2 separate regions of the Macaca mulatta genome follow, and region 1 is linked to region 2. A link is a contact called in public Hi-C data. All regions are on one chromosome and are shown on one strand. Each heading gives the region's core, a stretch centred on a gene start, on an enhancer-like site or on the middle of the called end of the contact. The rest is flanking DNA. Distances are from core to core; before and after follow the strand shown. Region 1 holds the start of C10H20orf203 (chromosome 10 C20orf203 homolog). Region 2 overlaps NOL4L (nucleolar protein 4 like).

What was found. Hi-C and Micro-C count contacts between places; a contact is called where the count stands out from the background.
Region 1: a Hi-C map of fetal cortex germinal zone shows a contact between it and region 2, with 6 times the contacts expected there. The contact joins the promoter of C10H20orf203 here to the enhancer-like site in region 2. A contact is called at or near these places in 8 of 14 Hi-C or Micro-C datasets (CD4 T cells, blood, fetal cortex germinal zone and 4 more).

The regions. Positions count from the first base shown.
Region 1 is chr10:85,470,188-85,476,152 of T2T-MMU8v2.0, reverse strand. It overlaps C10H20orf203 (chromosome 10 C20orf203 homolog), which reads left to right and starts at 3,721. Exons shown (of 5, transcript XM_077949062.1): 1 at 3,721-3,740; 2 at 4,812-4,920; 3 at 5,048-5,117; 4 at 5,766-5,941; 5 at 5,943-5,965. The coding sequence starts at 3,721.
Region 2 is chr10:85,341,534-85,347,054 of T2T-MMU8v2.0, reverse strand. NOL4L (nucleolar protein 4 like) reads left to right here. Exons shown (of 12, transcript XM_077951431.1): 2 at 2,144-2,299. Among named protein-coding and RNA genes, the nearest start is that of NOL4L, 61 kb to the left of the region's middle. Within about 2 kb of position 1,289, at least 9 of the 40 cell types and tissues checked have an H3K27ac peak or open chromatin away from gene starts, as enhancers often do. A contact at or near this core is called in CD4 T cells, where this site is marked.

The DNA of each region.
Region 1 (5,965 bases), core at 2,472-4,971, 130 kb before region 2:
GTCTATTTACATCCTATGCTTATGCATTAGTCTGTTTGCATTGCTATAAAGGAATAGCTGAGACTGAGTAATTTGTAAAGAAAAGAGGTTTATTTGGCTCACAGTTCTACAGGCTGTACAGGACGCATGGCACCAGCACCTGCTCCTGGAGCAGGCCTCAGGAAGCTTGCAGTCATGGTAGAAGGCAAAGGGGAACCAGTGTGAGCAAAAGAGGGAGTGGGAAGTGCCAGCCTCCTTCAGACAACCAGCTCTCTTGTGAAGTAACAGAGCAAGAACTCCCTCATTACTGCGAGGGGGACACCAAGCCATTCATGAGGGAGTCACCTCCATGACCCAAACATCTCCCAACAGGCCCCACCTCCAGCATTGGAGATCATATTTCAGCATATTTGGAGGAGACAAACATCCCAACCATATCAGCCCTTTTTTATTTTTATTTTTTAAATTTTGAGATGGAGTCTTCCTCTGTTGCCCAGGCTGAAGTGCCGTGGCACGACCTTGGCTCACTGCAAACTCCGCCTCCTGGGTTCAAGTGATTCTCCTGCCTCAGCCTCCTGAGTAGCTGGAATTACAGGCGCCTGCCACCACTCCTGCCTAATTTTTGTATTTTTAGTAGAGATGGGGTTTCACCATGTTGGCTAGGCTGGTCTTGAACTCTTGACCTCAGGTTATCTGCCTGCCTCAGCCTCCCAAAGTGCTGGGATTACAGGAGTGAGCCACCGTACCTGGCTCAGCCCATTTTTAAACTGGGCTATTTGTCTTTTATTATTGAGTTGTAAGCGTTCTTTATATATGCTGGTTAGAATCCATTATCAGATATATGATTGTCAGCTATTTTCTCCTATCCTGTGGGACACTTTTCACTTTCTTGATAGTGTCCATTGAAACACCTTTTTTTTTTTTTTTGACAGGATCTTGTTCTGTTGCCCAGGCTGGAGTGCCGTGATGCAATCTTGGCTCACTGCCACCTTGCCCTCCCAGTCTCAAGCAATCCTCCTGCCTCAGCCTCCCAAAGTGCTGGGATTTCAGGTGTGAGCCACCATGCCTGACCTGAAAATTTAAATTCTGATGAAGCCCAGTCTATCTATTTTTTCTTTGGTTGCTTGTGCTTTTGGTATCATATTTATGAAACTGTTGCCTCATCCAAGGTCATGAAGATTTATGTCTATGTTCTCAGAGTTTTATAGCTTTAGCTCCTACATTTGTTTTCATCCATTTTGAGTTAATTTTTGTGTATGGTGTGAGGCAGGGGTCTGACCTCTTTCTTTTGCAAGGCTGTGTTTTGCCCATTGAACTCCACCATTAAATATGTTCAGCTCTTGCAGGTGAACCAAATGTGAGGGTTTATTTCTGGACTCTTAGGGCTCTTGTTTATATTTCATTGATCTCAATGTCTGTCCGTATGCCAGTACCACACTGTCCTGATTACTGTAGCTTTGTAGTAGTTTTTGAAATTGGAAGTGTGTGCACTCCAGCATTGTTCTCTTTTTTCTTCTACTTCTTCTTTTGTTTTTGGGGAAGGGTCTTGCTGTGTCACCCAGGCTGAAATGCAATGGCACATTCTTGGTTCACTGTAATCTCTACTGCCCAGGTTCAAGTGATCCTCCCACCTCAGCCTCCTGAGTAGCTAGGACTACAGGCGCATGCCACCACACCCAGATAAATTTTTGTATTTTTTGTAGAGATGAGGTTTCACCATATCACCTAGGTTGGTCTCAAACTCCTGGACTCAAATGATCTGCCCACCTTGGCCTCCCAAAATGCTAGGATTACAGACATGAGCTACCACGCCTGGCCCACCATTATTCTTTTTCAGGACTGTTTTGACTTTTCTGAGTCCCTTAAATTTCCATATGAACTTTAGGATCAGCTTGTCAATTTCTGTAAAGAACCAAGTTGGAATTTTGATGGAGATTGTGTTGAATCTGAAGATCAATTTGGGGAGTCTTGCCATGTTAACAATATTAGGTCTTTAGATGCATGAACATTGGTATTTTTCCATTTATTTATGGCATCTTTAATTTCTTTAAACAATGTTTTGTAGTTTTCAGATTATAAGTTTTGTACATCTTTTATTCCTTTTTTTTTTTTTTTTTTTTTTTTGAGACGGAGTCTCGCTCTGTCGCCCAAGCTGGAGTGCAGTGGCGCGATCCTGGCTTACTGCAAGCTCCACCTCCTGGGTTCACGCCATTCTCCTGCCTCAGCCTCCCAAGTAGCTGGAACTACAGGCGCCCGCCACCGCGCCCGGCTAATTTTTTGTATTTTTAGTAGAGACGGGGTTTCACCGTGGTCTCGATCTCCTGACCTTGTGATCCGCCCACCTCAGCCTCCCAAAGTGCTGGGATTACAGGCGTGAGCCACCACGCCCGGCCTCCTTCTTTTATTCCTAAGCATTTTATTCTCTTTGATGCTAGTATAAATTGAATTATTTTCGTAATTACATTTTTGAAGTGTTCATTGCAAATGTGTAGAAACTCAATTGAATTTTGTATATTGATCTTGTATCCTGCAACTTTGCCAAACACATTTATTAGTTACAATATTTTTTTTAGTGGATTCTTTAGGAATTTTTTTTTTTTTTTGCTCTGTCGCCCAGGCTGGAGTGTAGTGGTGTGATCTTGGCTCATTGCAACCTCTGAACCCCAGGTTCAAGCAATTCTTGTGCTTCAGCCTCCTGAGTAGCTGGGGTTACAGGCCCACCACCACACCTGGCTAATTTTTGTATTTTTAGTAGAGTCGGGGTTTTGCCATGTTGGCCAGGCTGGTCTTAAACTCCTGACCTTAGGTGATCCGCCTGCCTTGGCCTCCCAAAGTGCTGAGATTACAGTCATGAGCCACCGTGCCCAACCAGGATTTTCTATATATAAGATCATGTCATCTGCAAATAGGAATAGTTTTACTTCTTCCTTTGCAACCTGAATGATTATTTTCTTGCCATTGTACTCAGTACAATGTTGAATACGAGTTGTGAATCCAACTTTGCCGTAAGAGTGGACATCCTTGTCTTGTTCCTGGTCTTGGGGAAAGCCCCCAATCTCTCACCATGAAGTATGATACCAGCTGTAGGAACACTCTTCTTAGAACTCCCCGAAAGACTGGCTGGTTTACATCCTCAGTTCCAGCAGTATACAAGCAGGAGGCCTAGTCCCCCATCCCTTGCCAACACAGTAACCCCAGGCTTTAGAGGCGAAGAACCCAAGCCTGGGAGGGAAGTGCTGCGTGCTATGTCACACAGATACTCAGCGACCTACAGTTCAGCTGTCCACATGCACTGGGAGTGAGCCCCGGACACTCAGCCTTCCCTCCCCTGGGGTGGGATGCCTTGAGACCCCCTAAAAAAAGCACTGGTACAGAGGAACTTCTGGGCTCTGTTCTTGTATAAGTCACTGGCTGTGCAACTGTAGGCAGGTCACTTTCCTCCGGGCCTTGGTTTGCCCATCTGGGTAGTGGAAAGAGTGGTCCACCTTGAAATCTTCCAACTCTGACCATCTCTGCCCCACCCACCCTTAAATTCACAGTGGCTTCAGCATCCACCACTGCCCAGAGAAGCCACCAGAGGGCGCCCCAGACCATCATTTGACCCAGCTTGGGTGCAGGGTGCCCTGGGGAGGCTGAGAGCAGTGCCTATTTTCCAGGAGCTGCTAGCTGTGCTTGCACAGACTTCCTGTGACTAGACCCGCCCGCTCCTCTGGCTGAGCTCTGATCTCCAGGAAGGGAGTAATGGAGGCACCATCCCCAAGGTGAGTGACCTAGCACTCACCTTGCCTGCTCTGGGTTGCCGCTGAGACTCAGGCTTTGCAGCATCAGGGCCAGCAGCCTTGCGTCTCTCAGCCTTGGGAGGCTTCCACCATCTCTGAGCAGGCCTCTCACTGGTGCTGCATCCTCTCCCCACCAAATTGCCCAGCAGCAGGAAGCCCCCCAAACTGGTGGGTATCTGGCCACCTGGAATGAGGACCTCACTGTCCTTTGTGGATGTGAATGTATTCATGCTGGGGGCCTGGACAGTGTAGTCTCCAAAACCACAGCATCTGGGACTCCTAGATACCTCCAGGATAGATCCTAGAACCATAGAAGCAGAAATCACAGACATCAGGAACCACCCAGAACTTCCCAAAAAAACCAGAGGAGGCTCCATCAGCACCCCCATGACCCCCCAAGGCTGATTTTACCCTTCAAATAAAATCAAAACCTTTGCTTTGCAAATTGAGCTCCGAGACACAGCAGCATCTCCCTACCATCCCAAGAGTCTCACCAGCCCCCTGCATGGAGGGCTACTGGGCCCCCTCTGATGCCAGGGGTATTTGCTTTTTTTTTTTTTTTTTTTTTTTTTGAGACGGAGTCTTGCTCTGTCGCCCAAGCTAGAGTGCACTATCTCAGCTCACTGGCGCGATCTCAGTTCACTGCAACCTCTGCCCCACCAGGTTCAAACGATTCTCGTGCCTCAGCCTCCCAAGTAGCTGGTACTACAGGTGTGCACCACCATGCCCAGCTAATTTTTGTATTTTTAGTAGAGACGAGGTTTTGCCCTGTTGGCCAGGCTGGTCTCAAACTCCTGACCTCAAGTGATCCTCCTGCCTAGCCCTCCCAAAATGACAGGTGTGAGCCACCGCACCCAGCCACATTTGCTTTGCATTCCAGTTGTTTGTATGTGTGTTTTCTCTCCCCTTCTAGACTGGGGTCCCCTTAAAGGCAGAGTGAATCTCAGATTCATCTTAGTCCCTTCCTAGGGTCTTGTTCAGGACCCTGCATCCAGCAGATGCTCCACAAATGTCAACATAGGAATCCAGATCCCATCCTCTCCTCACTCAAAGGATCCAGGGCTGCCTCTTCCTCTTCCGTAGCAGTGTGGCTTTGCGGAAGACACTTAAGCTCTCTAATCCTTCTCCTCAGAGTGCCAGACTGCAGCTGCCACATGAAGAGGTAAGACTCAGGCAGGCTAGGTGCCAGGTTACCCCCCAGTTCCCCAGACCTTTCAGATGGCAGTGGCTGGCTACTCAGGTCAGACCAGATACTGTGCTGGACACTTCAGCTTTGTTATCTCCCCCAGTCTTCTCAGAGGCTCTTTGAGGTGGGCACTATTGCCATCTCCAGCCTTACCAATGGGGAAACCCAGGCATGTGACCATGAGCTCCCTTGCCTGAGGTCATGTTGGTTGGCAAAGGTGTCTGAGCCTATAGCCCTGCTTTGAACCGACTTGGGGCAGGGATGAGCAGCCTCAGGGAGTTTTCTTGTCCACCCCATAAGAATCTTCAAGGCTCAGAGATCATTTGCTCCAATTTTCTCATTTCTTTTCCTTTATTTATGTATTTATTTATGTTTTGAACAGGGTTTCACTCTGTTACCCACTTTGGAGTGTAGTGGGGCAATCATGGCTCACTATAGCCTCGACCTTCTGGGCTGAAGTGATCCTCCCACTTCAACCCCTTGAGTAACAGGGACCACAGGTGCAAGCCAACACACCCAGCTAATTTTTTTTTAGAGATAGGGTCTCCTGTGTTTCCTAGGCCTGCCTTGAACTCCCAGGCTCAAGTGAGTCTCCTGCCTCAGCCTCCCAGCATGCTGGGTCACAGGCAGTAGCCACCTCGCCTGGCCAGTTTTCCCTTTACAAAGACTGGAATGTTGAGCCCGGAAAGAGGTGCTGTCCCTGTCTCTCATACCTGGGCTGACACTGGGGACTGCTGGGAAATTAGGGAAGACCTGAAGCCCCCTGCGAGTCTCAGGTACTAAGATTCTATGATCTTCTTGGGGGTCTTGTTCCCAATAAGTCACGTCAGCCTTGACTGGACTCACTGCCCACCTCTGGGACTTTGGCGGTGGGGTGGGAAGGAGGACCTCAAAGGCTCAGCGAGTCCACTCCCAGCCCAGCCACCAGAGCCAGTCTCCTCCTCCGCAACACCCAGGCCCTTATCAGGAAAGGATTTGGGTTGGTGGGGAGGGGCAGGGGGGAAGTTGGAGGCCCCAGGCT
Region 2 (5,521 bases), core at 40-2,539:
AGTGAGCAAGTTAGTCATTGTTCAGCCCGTACAGATGGCCTGAGATGTCAGAGGGGGTGGGATATCCCCCAAAAGAGGTAAAATTGATTCCCGAGAGAGGTTAAGAAAAGTCATGGAACTTTACAGCTCATCTCATAAGTGAAGCTTGGGGAGGTTGAAGGGTTTGCACACAATCTCACAGCGAGGAAGCCGGACCAGCAAGTGGCTTCTCCTGTACACGCAAAGAGAGATATGCACTATCTGAGATGTCCCATTGAAATGGGTTCTGACCAGGCAGGAAGCCATTGGCAAGAGGGCCTGGTTGGGGCCAGTGAGGTCACCTCCCAGCGTCACCACTTAGGGACACTGCCCACTAGCTGTGGGGCTCGGGACCCTACATCCCAGATGCCCTTTGCCCCCCATCTGCTTTCTGCTCTTGGATGGGCTGCTGGTGAAGAGACACTGCTGTTCGCCCATCGTGGTGTGTCAGGAAAGCTACTGGGTGAAACCAAGACCTATCTTTGCCAGAACCTGTTGTGAGCGAGCGTCCCCTGCCAGTGTGGCCTGTATTCTCCTTGGACTACAAAGTCCGAGGTCTGAAGCCATCTCTGCCACCCACCAGCCACCGCACCTCAGGCAGGTCCTGACCCTAACAACCTCCCAGTGTTGCCCCGGTGTTCAGCTCTCTCATACCTGGGGGAAACATGGCGAACTGCAAAGCACTTCTTAATAACAATATTTATCTAGCAATCCCTGTACGCCAGGCTCAGTGCTAAGTGCTGCATGCACATCTCAGTTCTTCCCCACAGTAGCTCATGGGAAAGGGGCTTCTGTTATCCCTATTTTACAGATAAAGGGACTGAGGCTCGAAGCACAGTAAGTGCTTGGGGTCACAGGGCCACTTCCATGATGAGCCGTATTCAAACCAGGGCAGAGTGTGTCCAAGTGACCCTGCCCAGCTGCCACTTAGAACCACTCAGTCATCCAGTCATTATTTACTGACTACCTACTATGTGTCAGGAACTGATTTAAGTGCTGGAGAGACAGCTGAGAAGGAGCAGGCGAAGCCCACATCCTCTTGTTGCTGACATCCTTGAGTTGGGGTCCTCTGGGGAAGAATTCTCTTGGAGATGTGTCTTTGGGCACTTTTGGAGAAAAGCCTGCTTCCTTTCCCCCCAGATTCCCTCCATACGGCTTGTTCTTGATCTTCAAAGCCCCCTGACATCCCCAAAGACTCCCCTTAAGGAGCTGGCGGCTGACAGTCTAGTGTCCCTGGGTCTGTGTACCTCGCTTGCAGGGACTGCCTGCGCAGAGCAGTTCCCCAGCAGTCTGTTCCCTTCCGGGCCCTGGCCTCGCCCCCAGCCTCCTGCCCTGTGGTTTCCCTGCAGCCCCTTTCCTGCTGGAGGGGAGGACAGGCGTCAGCCCCGCAGCTGTTTGCTATTGAAGGACCCGTCTTGCTCCTGGTGCACCTTGTCGGGCCAGCTGACACCACTCATGCCAGCCTGATAAGAGGCTCGGGGCCCATGGCCACCCCGTTCACACGGCCCTGCCACCTCCTCGTGGCCTCGTGCCTGTTATTCTGTACATCTCCACACACAAAGAGACCGGGTGCAGTTGCTGGCGCTCAGCTGCTGGAGTGGGGAGGGCAGGCAGCCGAGAAAAGCTTTTCAGAAAGGCCAGGGCGGAGGCAGGAGTCACCCAGGTGATCGGAGCGGTTCCCCCGGGACCCCAGCCCAGGCCCGCAGTGAAAGGTTACTGCTAATTGGCGAGCTCCTGATGGGGCCGCATCTATTTAGCACTCCCCCCTCCCCAGAGACTTCCAGGATGGTCTTGGCACAGCGTGTGATTCAAGAGCTCCCCGCCCGAGTCTGGCACAATCTGTCTGAAATTGTGAACATGGAGCCTCTTGGTTTTTTAATTTGTGTTTTCGTTGTCGCCGTTCTCTGCCCATTGTCGCTGGTAGATTTCATAGCTGCAGCCACCCTGACTCTGGCGTCCCCCCTCCAGGGAGCCCCCTCGGCAGGCTCCCTCCCCTCCCCACCCCAAGACCCACTGTCAGAGGCATTGCCCATCCTGAGTCCTGACCCGTTGCCCCGGCCTCAGGGCCCAGTTCTCACCCCGCCATCATCCCTGACACTAACACAGCTTGTCCACCCTGTCGCAGGGGGCAGATGGCCTGTCGGAGCCGGAGGGCATCTCTCTGAAGCGGGTCGCTGTGGTGGAAGATTTCTTTGACATCATCTACTCGATGCATGTGGAGAGCTCAGCAGAGCCAGGCAAAGCCCCCAAGCACGCTGGGCAGAAGAAAACCTACCGAGCGGTGAGATTTCTGTCCCTTTGCCTCCACTGGCAGCCCCAGGCCTTGGCAGGAGGCCATGGGCTCCGCACATGTTGGGCTGGGGGGGGGCGGGGCAGGGAGCTGAGGCGTGATGAAACGGCCTTTCGGGATCTAGGGGGGCACAGGGCAAGGGCACGGCAGCCAGAGATGGCTCACAGGGCGAAGGGAGGGGATCTGTGGTCTGAGCACAAAGGAAAAGCAGGTTGAAGGGGGTGAGAGGGAGGGAAGGAGAGGGATGAGGGCAGGAGGTGCCCTCCTCTTCCCCGTTTCTGCTTCACTTGCTCCTACCTGACACTGACCCCCCAGCCCCCTGCAGCCTGTTCTGGGGCTGGGGTGCTGGGGGCAGATAATGAACAGAGGAACAAATGCCTCCATGGCATGGCATTTACCGCATGCCAGGCCTGTCCTGAGCTCTTCTTATGTGTGAGCTCATCCTGTGAAGTCAGGACTGGGAGTTTCCCAGGGGAAGTCGAAGGACCTGCTCCCCACCCTCCAGGAGATCACAATTGGATTTGGGGTGGGGAGGCTGAGAGCAAAAACAAGATACATGAGAAGCAGAAGTGTCTCCAAGGCTCGCTTTGAGAGAGAAAGAACCCAGGCTCAGGGGCATTTAGCAAAGGCACTGCCAGATGCAGATGAGCCTGGGGGGCTGTGTGGAGAAGGTGGCACCTGTGCTGGCATTCTATGCTTTGGGGAGGCATAAGGGCAGAGAAGGCAACCTAGGGGCAGGGAGCGTCACAAATGCGGGAGAGGGGAGAGGTGGAAATAGATGGGACTGGTCAAACCAGAGGCCCCTCCTCACCCTGCAGAGGGGCCTGCCTGTGTTCTGATCCATCCCCTGCTGACCCACATGTGAGCCTATCCACGGCTCATGCACAGCTCTGAACCATTTGTCCAGTGCCCAGGGAGGCCAGTAAAGCCAAGCCCTTCGTGCTCATTCAAGCCTTGTGGCAGTCCTGTGACCGAGGCACTGAGGACACATTTCACAGTTAAGGAAACTGAGACCTGGAGAATTGGGTCACCTGTCCAAGGTCAGATGGCAGCTGAGTTGCAATCAGCTGGTGTCCTCCATGCTGACTTTCTCTGGAGCTTCTAGAAATGTGCCCTTCTGTGTCTGGGCTTCCCCACCCAAGGCAGATGTGAAACTCCCCACCCCAAGTTATTTGTATAAATAGCTTTGGACTACATGGAGGTGGCTGTATAAGTCTATAATTTCCCCTTATGGTCTTTGTTTGTTTGTTTGTTTTTGTTTTTAATGCAACCATCCGGTTAGTCCTTGTCCTCAGAAAATGGCTTTTGCCCTAAATGGATTTTAAGGATTGACCCATGTGCCAAGGGCCTCAGAGAGATGAGGTGTCTGCCCAGGGAAGCAGGAGGTGGTGATGGTCTCCCCGCCCCTCCTGTTTCTCGGTCTGTGTGCTCTGGGAAGTGGCTTGTGGGAAGGGAGTTCTGAGGGTATTTCCACCAGAGGGCCATAGAAGAAGGAAGAGGCACCCAGGCTGGGGCCGACATGGGCCCCTTGGCACTGAGAAGACCACATTTTCTCAGCATTAAGTTTACCATTGTGGGTGGGGCACGGTAGTTCACACCTATAATCCCAGCACTTTGGGAGGTTGAGATGGGGGGATTGCTTGAGGCTGGAAGTTCAAGACCAACCTGGGCAACATAGCAAGACCCCTTCTCTTAAAACAAACAAACAAACAAAAAAATTGGGGCTAGGCGCGGTGGCTCATGCCTGTAATCCCAGCACTTTGGGAGGCTGAGATAGGCAGATAACTTGAAGCCAGGAGTGTGAGACCAGCCTGGCCAACATAGCAAAACCCTACCTCTACTAAAAATACAAAAATTAGCTGGGCGTGGTGGCGCATGCCTATAATCGCAGCTACTCAGGAGGCTGAGGCATGAGAATCATTTGAACCCAGCAAACAGAGGTTGCAGTGAGCTGAGATCATGCCACTGCACTCCAGCCAGGGTGACAGAGTGAGACTCTGTTTCCAAAAATAACAATAAAGAATACATTAAAAAATCCAGGCCCAGTGGTATATGCCTATAGTCCTAGCTACTTGGGAAGCTGAGGCAGGAGGATTGCTTGAGGCTGCAGTGAGCTGTGATTGCACCACTGCACTCCAGCCTGGGTGACAGAGCAAGACCCTGTCTCAAAAAAAAAAAAAAAAAATTAAATTAAAAAAAATTCACCGTTGTGCCGAGCAGTCAGCTTGTGCTCTACACCAGCACTTCCTATACACGTATGAAGGTTGCATGCATGAAGCAGGTGCTGTTGTTACCTCCATTTTAAGATGAGAAAACTGAGGCTCAGAGAAACACATAATCTACCTGAGGTCGGTCAGCTGACATTCAGCGCCGGGCCACCCACCCCAGAGCCTGTGCCCTGACCACCACATATCCTGCCTCTCTGCACCCCTCCTGTGGTCAGCTAGTAAGCCGCACGACTTGCTGTTGTCCAGGCAGATGGGCTGGAGCCAGCTGGATCATGTGATTTCCCTGGCCCCTTCGGTGCCCAGCATCAAGCCTCACCTACAGGCACTCTTTGGGCGGTTTAGGAAGGAAGGGGTCTGCGGCCTCCATGCTGTGGGGAGAGCAGGGTTGGGTTGGTTCTGCCAGCACTTGCATCCCTGGGCCAAGCGGACATCCAGCCCTTTGCTCTGCACTTCCTGGCTTCTCGTCCATATGCCTGCCGTGTGCCCCACTTCCCGCTGCCCAGCCTGGAGCTGGCACATGACTGGCACTGAGCCAGCTGGGCTGCGCACAGAGCTGGAATTTCAGCAGCAGGGCCAAGGCTGAGCTGAGCAGGCCAGGGCCCTCCTGCAGTGGGTGTGAGGCCGAGGGGGCTGGCACACCTCCCTCCTCCCCTGCATGCCTTCTCTCCTTTTCCCCTTCTCCTCCCCATCTGTCACCCTTCTCATGCCACCCTTTTCCTTTTTTGGGGGCAGGAGGTGGTGCCTGGATGCCTTTGTGCCCCTCTTCATCTGCTCCCATTTTCCTCCACCCAAACCTAGCTCTTCAGCCCCACTTTGCAAACTCAAGGCCCCCACCCATCCATGCCTGTGGAAAGAGCCCCCAAGGAAACCCCTGCTGATGGCTGTAGAGGGGCACAGCCTGGCCAAGGACTTTTTGGATCTATCTCTGTGTTTTGCCAAAGCTGAATCCTCGGACTGCCTGACAGTCTCTAGGGCACAGGGCCCC